2 separate regions of the Mustela erminea genome follow, and region 2 is linked to region 1. A link is a contact called in public Hi-C data. All regions are on one chromosome and are shown on one strand. Each heading gives the region's core, a stretch centred on a gene start, on an enhancer-like site or on the middle of the called end of the contact. The rest is flanking DNA. Distances are from core to core; before and after follow the strand shown.

Region 1 (6,058 bases), core at 2,792-5,291:
TCTAGTTCTAGTCAAATCTATTAGATCTAGAACTATTCGATCTAGGTATATTAGAACTAGAAATTCTAGTCAGATTAATTAGAGAAAGAAACAAAAAATATCCAAACTGGAAAAGAAGTAAATATTCATAGATGACATAATCTGATAAATTAAAAAAAAAATCCTAAAGGATACAGAACAAAAAACTATTAGAGCTATAAATGAATTCATCAAAGTTGCAGGATATAATATCAACACACAAAAATCAGTTTTATTTTTTTTAAAGTTTTTTATTTATGTATTTGAGAGAGAGACAGTGAGAGAGAGCATGAGCGAGGAGAAGGTCAGAGGGAGAAGCAGACTCCCCATGGAGCTGGGAGCCTGATGCGGGACTCGATCCCAGGATTCCGGGATCATGACCTGAGCCGAAGGCAGTCGTCCAACCAACTGAGCCACCCAGGCATCCCTCAGTTTTATTTTTATACACTAGCACTTGAAGGAGGATACGTAGTGAGTGCTTAATGGTAAAGGATTTTCTTTTGGAGCGACAAAAATGTTTTTGATAGATACAGTGATGGTTGCATAACATTGTGAATATATTAAATGTCACTAATAAAAACTTTTGTTATGTGTATGTTACCACAATTTTTTAAAAAACCCAACAACTCTGATACCCATGTGACACTGCAGAGCAACTACAACAGAATCTCCAGGGGTTGGACCAAGTTTCGTTATTTTCTAAAACACTCCAGGTACTTCCTATGTATAGCTAAGGTTAACTACTTGTTTATAAATAGTAATGAGAATTTAGCAAGAGATTGGTATCAGTAACTAGAATATTCTTTGGGGATATAATTAGCATAAAGTATTTATTAACACCAGGTACTTAAAAGTATAGTCTTTTGCATAATTACATTTTGGGGGGATCCTTCAGGATCTACCTAAGGACTTTTTTGCATAGCTGTACAAAATCTTCAGTCTTTTTAGCTTTAAGGAGTTATGCTCTATTGCCTAGTCTCTCAAACTGAGATCTGAGAGTTCAACTAGAATTTTTAAATTTTGAGATGCCACTTTTATAATGAGAAAAACAACGTATAACAACAAAAGTTCTCTTTTATAGTGGTACTCCCCAGTATGTCTTCAATCTGTAAAAATTAAAATAATATTATGTGTATTTCCTTTCATGGACACCCTCCATACTTCCTTCCTACCTCCTAAACCAAGAGTCAGCATAACTTTTTTTTTTTTTTGAAGTTTGGGACCTGTATTTATTGCTTAGCTACTCATGTATTTTTGTAATTATTATTTTTTCCCAGTCTCGTCTTTTATTACACATCAGTCTTTTTGAGAACGTCATATAAGTGGAATAACACTGTGTATCACATTTTAGCATAATGCTTTGAAGAATATCCAGACGGTTGTGTGTATGAGTAGCAGTTGTCTTTTCTTTTAATAATTTTTTAAAAATTTTTTTATAAACATATAATGCATTACTAGGCCCAGGGGTACAGGTCTGTGCATCACCAGAAATGAAAAGGAATGAAAGAAGCCAGACTCGAAAGCCGGGTACTAGATGACGCTGTTTGAGTGTCTGGAAAAGGCAAAACTGTAGGGACAAAGAACCAATCAGTAATTGCCGGTTTATGGCTAATTTCATGCGTCAACTCAACTGCGTCATCGGGTTGATTCCCCGATATTCGGCTGAACCTTCCTTCTCGGGTAGTCTGAGGCAGGATTTCGAGACGGCCCCGGCATTGGAGTGGACGGAGTCGCGGACTGCCCGGTGCGGGCAGCATTCGGGGCCCGTTACGGACCTGCGAGGAGAGTCGGAATGAAGGATGCGCTGCTCTGGACCGGCCTGCGGGCCTCCGCACTGGTCTTCCCCTGCACGGACCAGCCTGACCGCATCCCCTTCCCGCGCAAGCCGCCGCGGAGCACCGGCCTCCGGGTGTCCCCTGCAGACGGTGGGCCCTTCCCGCCGCCGGAACTGCGCGCGCCCATCCCCGTCCCTTTAAAGCAGACGTCGGCCGCCATCGGTCCTACATACTAGGTCCTACTGGTCTGTTCCTCCGGGGACTCCGGACAAAACGGATTTCAGCCCGGAGACGAGACCCTGGAAGGGTGAACGTGGCCAGAAGGGTTTCCGGTGCTACCCGAGGTCACGATCGCCCTGGAAGGACCTTCCCGCACGACGCCGGAGGAGGGCGGGGAGATCGCGGGGGCTTCGCCCTCACAGAGGAGCCGCCTGGCCCGGCTCCGTCGGCGGAAGGCCCGGGACGCGTCCGACCCCGCGCCCGCCCCCGCAGGCAGCACCCGCCGCCTTCCCCTCCGCCTCGCCCTCCTGGTGCCGCAAACGCTCCCGACGGCCGCGCGCGCACCCGAGCCTGCGGCCCCTGCGGCGCGCCGCGCGTCCCCGCACCAAGGCCGGGAGCAGCGAAGCCCTCGGCCTCGGGACTGAAGGTCGTCGTCCTCCTCCCCGAGGCGGCGCGTTCCAGGCCGCATCCCGACGGGGCCGCGCCGCTCCCGCCGCCCTCCGGCCGCTGCTCGCCGCCGGCTCAAGGCCACGCGGGCCGGACGCCGCGTCAGCGGTCCTTCCCGCTGCGACGGGTCCTCGAGAGGCCGCCCGTCGGCAGGCCTCGTCTTCGTGGGTCGTCCCCACACCCGAGCCTCAACACGCGGCGACGGGCCTTCCGGTCCCGGCTGCCGAGAGTCGTCCGCCCGGTGTCCCCGGAACTCGTCTCGACTCCACGGACGTCCCCGCAGACACAACGGGGCGATCCGTCCGGACGGCGCTGGAGTCCCGCGGCCTCTGCAGCGACCGCAGCGAGCCGTGCCCCGCCGGCCGCCTCGGCAGCGCCAACGAGCCGGCGTCCTCCTTGGAGACGAGGACTCGGCCAGCTCCGCGGCGTCGCCCCGACGGACACGGCGCCGGGCGCCGCCGAAGCGCGGCGGCCGCGGCACAGGGAGGGACGCGCGGCCGGACCGGGAACAAGGCGCAGTGACGGGCGCAGCCGGAAAACGCGCTCGGCGTCGACGGCGAAGTCTCCGGGCCGCGGCCGCTCCGACCCGACGGCCGCGCCGCAACGGCTCCTGAAAAGCTGCTGACGCGCGACTTTACCTCACGTCACCGCGCGGCGCTGACGCGCACGAACTCGCCGGGTCACACCTCAGCCCCTCAGACATCCGCGCTCCCCCGCTGGCTCCCGCCCGGTCACCGCGGGGACACCGGGGGCCGCGCACGCGTCACACAGCGGGAAGTGCCGCGCGCAGGGCGCACCCGCTCCCCCCACCGCCGAGCCGCAGCCGTCGCGGGACGCAGAGGCCCGTCGGGCCCGGCGCGCGGTGGCCGGACGGGCGGGGACCCGAAGCCCGGCCGCGGCCGCACGGGAAGGAGCGGGGACGGACCCGCGAGGGCCCCGCCGCCGACCCACGGGGAAGCCGAAGCCCACGCAGCCGGCGCCGAGGAGCCCGACGAAAGGGTCGAGGACGAAAAGGTCGGAGGGAGCGGCGGGTCGGTCCGAGCGGCTCCGCGGAATCCCTCAACGACCCGAGTCGCGGGGCAGGCGGCCGGCGCCCACCCTCGGAGCTGTGGAGGCTACGGGCACCGGCGCCACGCTCGGCGGCGCGCGAGGAGGCGGCGGGACGAGCAGGCGCGCGGGCAGCGGGCAGCGGGCAGCGGCCCTTCCCCAGGAGCGCGGCGGCGGCCCCGAGAAGGCCGAGCGCCCGCGTCAGCCCGCGGCGCCGAATCACAGCGCGGGAGCGGCCCCTGGCTGGGCGGGGAGGGCCGGCGGGCGGTCACGTGGTAGCCCGCGGCCGCCCTTCCCTCCTGGCGGAAGAAGTTACAGAAGCAAATGGACAGAGCCGGGAGACGCTTCCTTGCACTAAGTACGCGCTCAGCGGCGTCTAACCTAAACGGAGCGCCTCTGTGTCTCCGTTTCGCTTCCACCTTTTCCACACGTGTCCGACGTTAACGTCGCCCACACCAAAGATGGCGGCTGGGTCTTACCACCGAGACGGAAGCCTAGAGGAGCCCCCGCTCGGGCTCTGTGGGCGGAGACTCGCGCGCCGGAGGCCGTCCGGGGCGGGCCCGCGAGCCGGAGGCCCTGCGCCTGCGCGAAGATGGTGGCGGCGGAGAGTGTGCGCGTGGTGCGCTGTGGCGGCAGCGAGTTGAACTTCAGGCGGGCGGTGTTTTCTGCGGATTCTAAGTACGCGGCCGCGGCGCGTCGGGACCGGGCTGGGGGGCGTGAGTCGCCGGGGCGGGGCGGGGGCTGGGGGGCGGTCCGGCCGGTCCGGGCTCGCAGACGCGCCGTGGGCTCCGGGAATCGCGCGTGCGGGAGCCCCGGGGCGCGCGGAGGGGGCGGCGCCGAGGGTCGCTCCTGGCGCGGCGGCGGCCGGCGGGGCGCTGCCCCCGGGGCCGCGGCTTCGGCGGCGGAGCGAGGGCCGGGCGGGCCCGCGTGTCCCCGCGCGGCGCGGAAGCCCGGGCGCAGGCTCCGCCCGCCGCTGCCCCTGCGCGCCCCGAGGAGCGTCCCCCGTCGGGAAGAGCGGGGCCTCGAGTTGCGGGGCTCAGATTCGCGTCTCGCCCGCGCCCGGCGTGTCTGACGCGGCCCCGCGCCGGCCCGGAGCTCCGGTCTCGCGGCCGCGGGGACCCGCCCGTGCCGGGCGCTCGCTGCGTTCCCCGCGCGGCTTCTCGCTCCTCGGTGGCCCGGGCTGTGTGCGGGAGCCGCGTTCTGTCGTCTCGCGGGGCCGCTGGGGGCGGGGCGCGGTCGGCGGCGCGGCCGCACAGCCTCCGGGTCCCCGCGGTCCCTGCCGGCGGCGTCTGGCGGGCGCGGGGGCGGAGGGGATCCCGCGCGCTTCCGCCGGTGGAGGCGCCTTCCACCCCGGAGGAGTGCGGGCGGCCGCCGGGGGGCTCGTGCCCCGCACGGCGCGGTGCTCAGGGCTGGGCGAGAGTCGCCGAGCGGTGCCTCCGGGGCTGGCCTCGCCGCGCTGGAGCCGAACGGACCGGGCCCGGCGGCCTCCCCTGTGCCCGCGCGGCGCCCCCGGGTCCTCGCCCCGCGTCGCGCGCCGGGAGACGCCTCCGCACGTGTCCTCGCCCGGCCCCGCGCCGCCCTGAGCGTCCCCGGACGCGGTGCTGATCCGCGGCGGGAGGCTGCGCGGCGGCGGCTCCCGAACCGCGTGCGTTTCCCGGAGGGGCTCGCGGGACGGCAGCGGCGCCTCCGGGCAGACCGGCCCAGAGCGCCGCCAAGTCTCAAGTTTAGACCGTGTCCTCAGGGCGGGGGACACGCACCAGCTGTCACAGCGTCGCCTCTGAGGAGGTGGTGCGGCCCGGCCGGCGGGACCAACCTGGCACGACGGGGCAAGACGAAGGCAGGGGCCGCGCCGGGAGACGACTCCGGGCTGCGGATGCCGAGCGGGATTAAGGTCCTCCGGGGAGCGAAGAGGCGGCTGCAGCCCAAGGGGAACCGCATACCTCGGACGTCCTTAATCTGTTGCGTCTCCCGCCTGCGGCCGCCGGCCCGTCCTGCTTCCGAGGTGAACGCGTCTGAGAGCAGGTGTCTGAGAGCCGATCAAACCGGACGATGGGGACCCGCACAGCAATGCCAGACGCACCCGTTCCTCCTCCTGTGACGCTTTCTTACTGGTTCATCCACCGCGTTTACTGCGTCTTTGAGGATCGGTGATTCTGTTCAAACTAGATTGGACATTGGGAATCCGAGACCCGGGAAGGCCTTTGCCCTGTCCGAACTTTCGGCAGATGCGTCCAGATGTCTGTGTCTGTAAGAGAAGGAATTTCGGCCCGACGCGGGCAGTACTAGGGCCAAGTCCCGTACAGGGCACTGGGGAGCACAGAGCAGAGATGTAGCCCAGGAATTCTGCGGTTTGTACCTTCCACGGTGCCCGTCACGCAGGTACAGGGTTTAGTCGAAATGGGCACACAACAAACATCTTTTTTCTTTGTAGAAACTAGAAGATTTGTACCTCTGAGCTTTGTTCTGAGACTGTATCCATAATGAAAACTGTCGAGTAAACATTGCCCCCCACTTAACTACTTTTAGTAATTTAGTAACTTCTGCCGCAGATC
Region 2 (6,367 bases), core at 3,074-5,573, 820 kb after region 1:
AATAAGCATTTGTTGGAAACTTCCCCAAATGATTCAAAAAAGTTGCCATCAAAATCAGTATTTTAGGGGTGGCTCAGTCCGTTGGGCCTCTGCCTTTGGCTCGGGTCATGATCCCAGGGTCCTGGGATTGAGCCCCACATCAGGCTCCCTGCTCAGCCAGGAGCCTGCTTCCCCCCTCTCTCTGCCTGCCTCTACTTGTGATCTCTGTCAAATAAATAAAATAATTTTTAAAAAATTTTTTTAAAAATCAGTTTTTTATGAAAAAATTAAACTGAAGTGACAAATACTAGCTTATTTAGGGGTATTCTCTAAATAGGGATTTCATATAGGCTTTTAAAATGTGAACAATATTTGCCCTCAAGCACCATCTTTTTTTTTAAAGATTTTTTTTTTTATTTATTTGACAGAGATCACAAGTAGGCAGAGAGGCAGGTGGGGAGTGGAATGGGGAGGGGAAACAGGCTCCCTGCTGAGCAGAGAACCCAATGTGGGGCTCGATCCCAGGACCCTGAGATCATGACCTGAGCTGAAGGCAGAGGTTTAACTCACTGAGCTACCCAAGCTCCCCCTGAAGTACCATTTTTTTTTAAAATATTTTATTTATTTATTTGTCAGAGAGAGAGGGAGAGCGAGCACAGGCGGACAGAATGATAGGCAGAGGCAGAGGGAGAAGCAGGCTCCCCGCAGACAAGGAGCCCGATGCGGGACTCGATCCCAGGACGCTGGGATCATGACCTGAGCCGAAGGCAGCTGCTCAACCAACTGAGCCACCCAGGCGTCCCCTGAAGTACCATTTTTAAAATTTTTTTGAACTTAAAAACTTCCAAAAAGATAAAACTGAATTAAGAAAGAAAAATGTAAGCACTAATTTCTTTAGATCCAGAATAACTCTGAACTCCTTAATGAGACCAGTACCCAAATGCCAGTTCAATGTCTTATCAGCAGTTTAAGCACCACCTGTGGCACAGAGAACCCAAACCTAGCTTCAAGTTCTAGTTTCACTCATGAGACAGAATTGCAGCTCATTCAAAGAAAGTTAATGTACACCTACAAAGTGCAAGTGCACAGCACCGTGAACAGAATTTTAAAGATCCCAAAAGCTCTGGACCAATTGCTACAAAACAGAAAAACCTAAGTATAAACATGTCCCTTACCAGACTCCATATAATCACATTAATTTTACTTGTTCCAATTTCTATTCAACCGTTACCTAAAATCTGGTATTAACATCTCAAAAAGGTATTTGACTATTCAGTCCCAAATAATTCTGAATTGAAGGTCTTGTCTTTCCCTCCTGGTGGCTCCACACTGCCATCTGGTGGACATGAGGAGGACACGCACCTTCCAGCTACTACTAATTTACTAAATCACTTCATCAGACTTCTTCCTCCAGGTGGTGCTCAAACTTGCCTGCTGGGAGCAGCTGTTCTCAAAGTGTGGCACCTGGACCAGCACCATCAGCATCCCAGGGGCACAAGTCAGAAATGCAAATTGTCAGCCCCAACCCAGACCTACTGAATTCAAGACTGCAGGGTGAGCCCAAAAATCTATGCTTAACAAACCCTCCAGGTGATTCTGATACATGCTGAAGTTAGAAACAACTGTCTTAGAAGGATGAGAACACTAGGATTTAGGAGATTTCCACAAATTACTCAATAAATCACACATGAGTTTACAAAATTAAACTCTTCATGGAACTGTTTAAGATGAAATAATGAAAATAGTGCTTGGGGTGCCTGGGTGGGTCAGTGGCTTAAGCCTCTGCCTTCGGCTCAGGTCATGATCTCAGGGTCCTGGGATTGAGCCCTGCTCTCTGTTCAGCATGGAGCCCGCTTCCTTCTCTCTCTGCCTACCTCTCTGCCTACTTGTGATCTCTGTCAAATAAATAAAAATCTTTTTTTAAAAAATAGTGCTTAATGAAGATTATAGCTGAAGTAGGCAAGGTAGAAGGTGAATAGAACAGAAAATCAAGCCCAAGACCAAGAAATTCAGGCATGAACTGATGAACAGCAGCTGTAGAAACACAGGAATGATTTCTTAGGAGACATTATGAAGTTCAAACTCAACGGAAAGGAAAAAAAAACTCGCTAAAAACAATTATAAGAGGTCAAGCTTGGATAGCTAAGTGACTACAGGTACTGAAAAGGCTGGCCAGGAAACGAGCTGGTCTGTAGAATGAAATATGAAGTCCATTTTCAGTTTCTTGAGACTGTGTTGACATAAACGGAAACATTCAACAGCAAGTGGAGAGACCGGAGTTTGACAGAGAAGTCAGGACCGAAGCTAGGTCACAAAGTCAGGCACAAAGATAACCGCTGAGGTGTAAGAACGTCTCACCCGCCCTTGAGGAATGAGACAGCTGTAGCTGAAAACCAGTGGCCTGAATGCTGCCCGGGTCTACTAATGTGTTTTGTCTGGTCAGCAGTGTTTTAAAACTAGACATTTAAAATCAAGAGATTCACCAAAAAATTGTTTCCCATAAAAAAACAGTTACAGAAAGCTTGGGTCTCCATTCTACAATGGCAACATGGCCTGCCCGGGATGAGAAGCCAGCCTCCTGCGACAGACACTTTCTCTAACTCACAGGTTCCCTACTAGGCCCGACCCTGCTGATGTGTAGCCAGCATTACTCAATGCTTCCTTCCCAGCCTCTGCCTTCGGGTCCGTGACTCCTAACCCAGAACAAAATGTGAGAGAATCTAATACTGAGCCCGGGGAAACAACAATGTAGAAGAGGAGACAGCTCCAGGAGCAAGCGCCGAAACAATGCCGTTGCGCAGAGCACAGGGCCGATGCCGAAAGCCGGGAGTACCGTGGGCCACTGGAAAGATCAAGCTCTTGGAAGAGCCTCCCCCGCTTTCACTTCCAAATCTCTCTCATCCTTGTATCTTCCCTTCAGGACACTTATCGCGAGTCTGCAACTAAGTATTACCTTTGTTTAAATACTGGTTTCTCGTCTGCTTTCTTTTGGGACTTCAAAAGTCTTTATGAGAAACAGTAGCAAGTAGCCCAGGTTGGCTGCAGGGTCAGGGAAGTGTCTAGAACTCCCAGAAGCTAGAATATAACCCTAAGCGGTACAGAATCCATGAAGCAAAGTCGGGTCAAATCTTTGAAGCAGGACTAGGGAATTCTTATTAATTCCGTAAGTAGGCGGACACCTCTAAGAACTTCTTAGCAAAAGGACTTCAGCAAGACCACCGGCAGGCACAGGCAGAAGCTAGAAGTCCACGAGTCAAGTTTCTGCAAGAGGAACAGCTGGGAAATCGGAACCAGCAGGAAGGGTCCCAGGCGGAGGCTGCGAGCGCGGCAGAAGTCGGAGAACTTCAAACACCTAGAACAACTCCGAGACGCCGCAAGCCCCGACGGGTGCGGGTCACACTCGGGTGCGCCGCAAGCCCCGACGGGTGCGGGTCACACTGGGTGCGCCGCAAGCCCCGACGGGTGCGGGTCACACTGGGTGCGCCGCAAGCCCCGACGGGTGCGGGTCACACTGGGTGCGCCGCAAGCCCCGACGGGTGCGGGTCACACCGGTGCAAACCGGCAGCGGAGCGGCGGACGACCCGTGCAGGCGGCGGGGACTCGCGCCCGGGACAGACGCGCCCAGAGAACCCGAGAGCTGTCTTGACCTGGGACGGCTCCCCAGGACGCCGGGAGCTGCCGGGGCGCCGCGACACGTACGAACGAGCGGAGCCACACGCGGCAGGGCCAGAGCGCGCAGGGACACAGGGTCCGCAGGAGTCCGAGGCGGCTCAGCAGTGTCCCCGCAGCGCAGACGCCCGACCTCCGCGCACACCACCCCGGGGCCCCCGCCGGAGAAGCCGGCCAGAACCGGCCGCGCACGCCCCGCACGCCGCAGCCCCGCACGCCGCAGCCCCGCAGCCCCGCAGCCCCGCACGCCGAAGCACCGCCCCGCACCGCCCCGCACCGCGCCGCGAAGGAAGAGGCGGGGCGGGCGAGGCCGAGGGAGCGCGGGGCGGGGCGCGGCGGGGCGTGCGCCCGGGTCCGAGTCGTGCCCCCGACGGCCGCCGGGGACGTCGAGGCCGGGCCGCCCCCGCGGCGCGCGACCCTCTGTCCCTCGGCGACAGCCGGGAGCCCGCGCTAGGCCGCTCGCTCGCTCGCTCACCCGGACACGAGCCTCCACGTCGGCGACCCCATGGCTCAGGAACCCGCGCGCGGAAGGTGGCAGGGGGCGTTGCCCCGCGGGATCTCGCGATCTCGCGTGGTCTCCCATCAGACCCGCCCACCGCCGCCCGGCTCCGCCCTGCGCCGCGGGACACAGAGGACGGGTCCTCCAGGCGGCCAGAGGGGCCCGCGACGGGCTTTCCGCCCCGCCCCCTCACTGGCGGCGCGACGCAGAGGGGCGGGGCGAGAACAGCTGCGGGCGGAAATGGGGGGAGGGCGGGGGAAGAGGATGGAGGTGGGGCTTGGTTAGGGGGCGGGGCTTTGGCGAAGGCGGGGACAGGGTGGGGCCGGGCGGAAGGAGCGGCCTGGACCCGAGCCTGGAGGACTGGGAGGGAAGAGGTCGCTCTCGGCTGCTGCCCCGGGCGGCTCGGTGTGTTACACATGGGACTCTGCTCGGCTTTGGCTGCGATCCGGATCTCGGGATCAGGGTTCCAGCCCCATGTTGGGCTCACCTCTCAGTGGGGGGGTGCTCTGGAGACCCTCCCTCTGCCCCTCACCCCTCTATCAAATAAATCTTTAAAAAAGGAAAAATATATATTTTTTGTTCCCTAGAGGCTCTGTTGGGCTAGACCCGACCAGCAGGCATTGGCATGAAAGACTTTGCTCGAATTTTAAGATTTTTTTTAACGAAAAATAAACATTTAGTATTCTCTTCTTTGAGAATCAGATGAAATACACACTTGATAATAGGATCCTGGTGTAGTTTATGAAATCCCAGCCTTACCAAGCAGAAGCTTTAACATTAGGACTGGCACATGTCAAGTTTTTTGGCGAAGCTATAGATCCCCAGTCTTCCTCAACGGCAGACAAAAATTTGTCTTATTAAGAGGTGATAGACACATCTTGACCAACAAAACTGAAAGTTACTGTTATCAGCGAAAGCATAATTATATTCAGAAAGTAGCTTACTCTTAAATGAAATCAAAGTTTACCTTATCCATTAGGATTCACTGTTAAGTCGATTCAGAAGAACGTTTCTCTGTATCCAGATACACCCAGATGTCCAGCCCCAAACATTTCATCACCACGTAAGTATTGACACGTTAGTCAGAAAAAAGGAATTCAGTGAAGAATTTCAGAGGGAGGAAAGTTAAAGGAATTCGTCTTAGCTAGTTAACATTTAAGAAGATACTATCAAGACTTTATGAAAAATTATTTTTCTCACTTAGGTCAAATATAATTACCAAATGCCCACTGAGCAGAAGACACACGGGCTTCACGGAAGGAACTCCTGACCTGTAATTCCTTTTTTAACCTGCTCTGGAACATCAATATCTGATATCAGCATCTGACATGGCCATCATGTCTCATTCAATGTGCCCCCAAAATGAACAGATCATTCAACCCAGTACGGTTTATTGGAAAGCATGAGCTTTCCTGTTAACCCAAGATTCAAACCTTTCCTGTTCCTGAAGCTTCATGTTCATGTGACCTGCACCTCACAAAGCCCCATGCTTAGAAAGGCCCTGTCTTAGTTTAATGTCCTACTTTTAACAGTTTTTTAACAAGATGTCTCACATTTTCTTTTCGCCATAGGTGGGCCTACAGATTATGTAGTCAGTCACATCCTGTCCCTAGCATGCTAATAGTTTTGTGACCTTAGGCAAATTACGTAATCCAAGATGTTTTTCAAAAGTGTTCATATCATTTTGGACTAAGAATTCTAGTTGCAGACAGCCCACAGAATAGGAAAAAAAATTCCAAATGATACATTTAATACAGATTTTGTAGCTAGAATATATAAAGAACTGTTACAACTTAATAATAATTTAAAAAATCATTCCAAAGTGAGCAATGAATCTGAATAGGCAGTTCTCCAAAGAAGATCTACCAGTGATCAATAATCATATGAAAAGATTCTCAATATGATTAGCCAACAAGGAAGTATAAATCAAAACCATAATGAGATAATGACTTCATACCCACTAAGATGGTTATAATCAAAAAGACAGAAAATAACAAGTGTTGGGGGAGATGTAGAAAAATGAGAGTCTTCATACATGATCAGTGGGAATATAAAATTTTATGGCCATTTTGGAAAAAATCTGGCAATCCCTCAATTGGTTAAATATAGAGTGACCTTTGGCCTAGTAATCTCACTCCTATGAATATACCCAAAGGAAACGAAAGTGTGCCACACAAGTGTTTACAGCTACTCATAATAACCAAAGAGTGGAAATAATTC

Evidence for each region. Hi-C and Micro-C count contacts between places; a contact is called where the count stands out from the background.
Region 2: a Hi-C map of spleen shows a contact between it and region 1, with 12 times the contacts expected there. The contact joins the promoter of HIBCH here to the promoter of WDR75 in region 1. A contact is called at or near these places in 2 of 3 Hi-C or Micro-C datasets (skeletal muscle and spleen).

Annotation. Positions count from the first base shown.
Region 1 is chr8:2,229,352-2,235,409 of mMusErm1.Pri, forward strand. WDR75 (WD repeat-containing protein 75) reads left to right here and starts at 4,042. Exons shown (of 21, transcript XM_032354140.1): 1 at 4,042-4,184. The coding sequence starts at 4,099.
Region 2 is chr8:3,045,468-3,051,834 of mMusErm1.Pri, forward strand. HIBCH (3-hydroxyisobutyryl-CoA hydrolase, mitochondrial) reads right to left here and starts at 4,324. Exons shown (of 13, transcript XM_032354176.1): 1 at 4,124-4,324. The coding sequence starts at 4,231.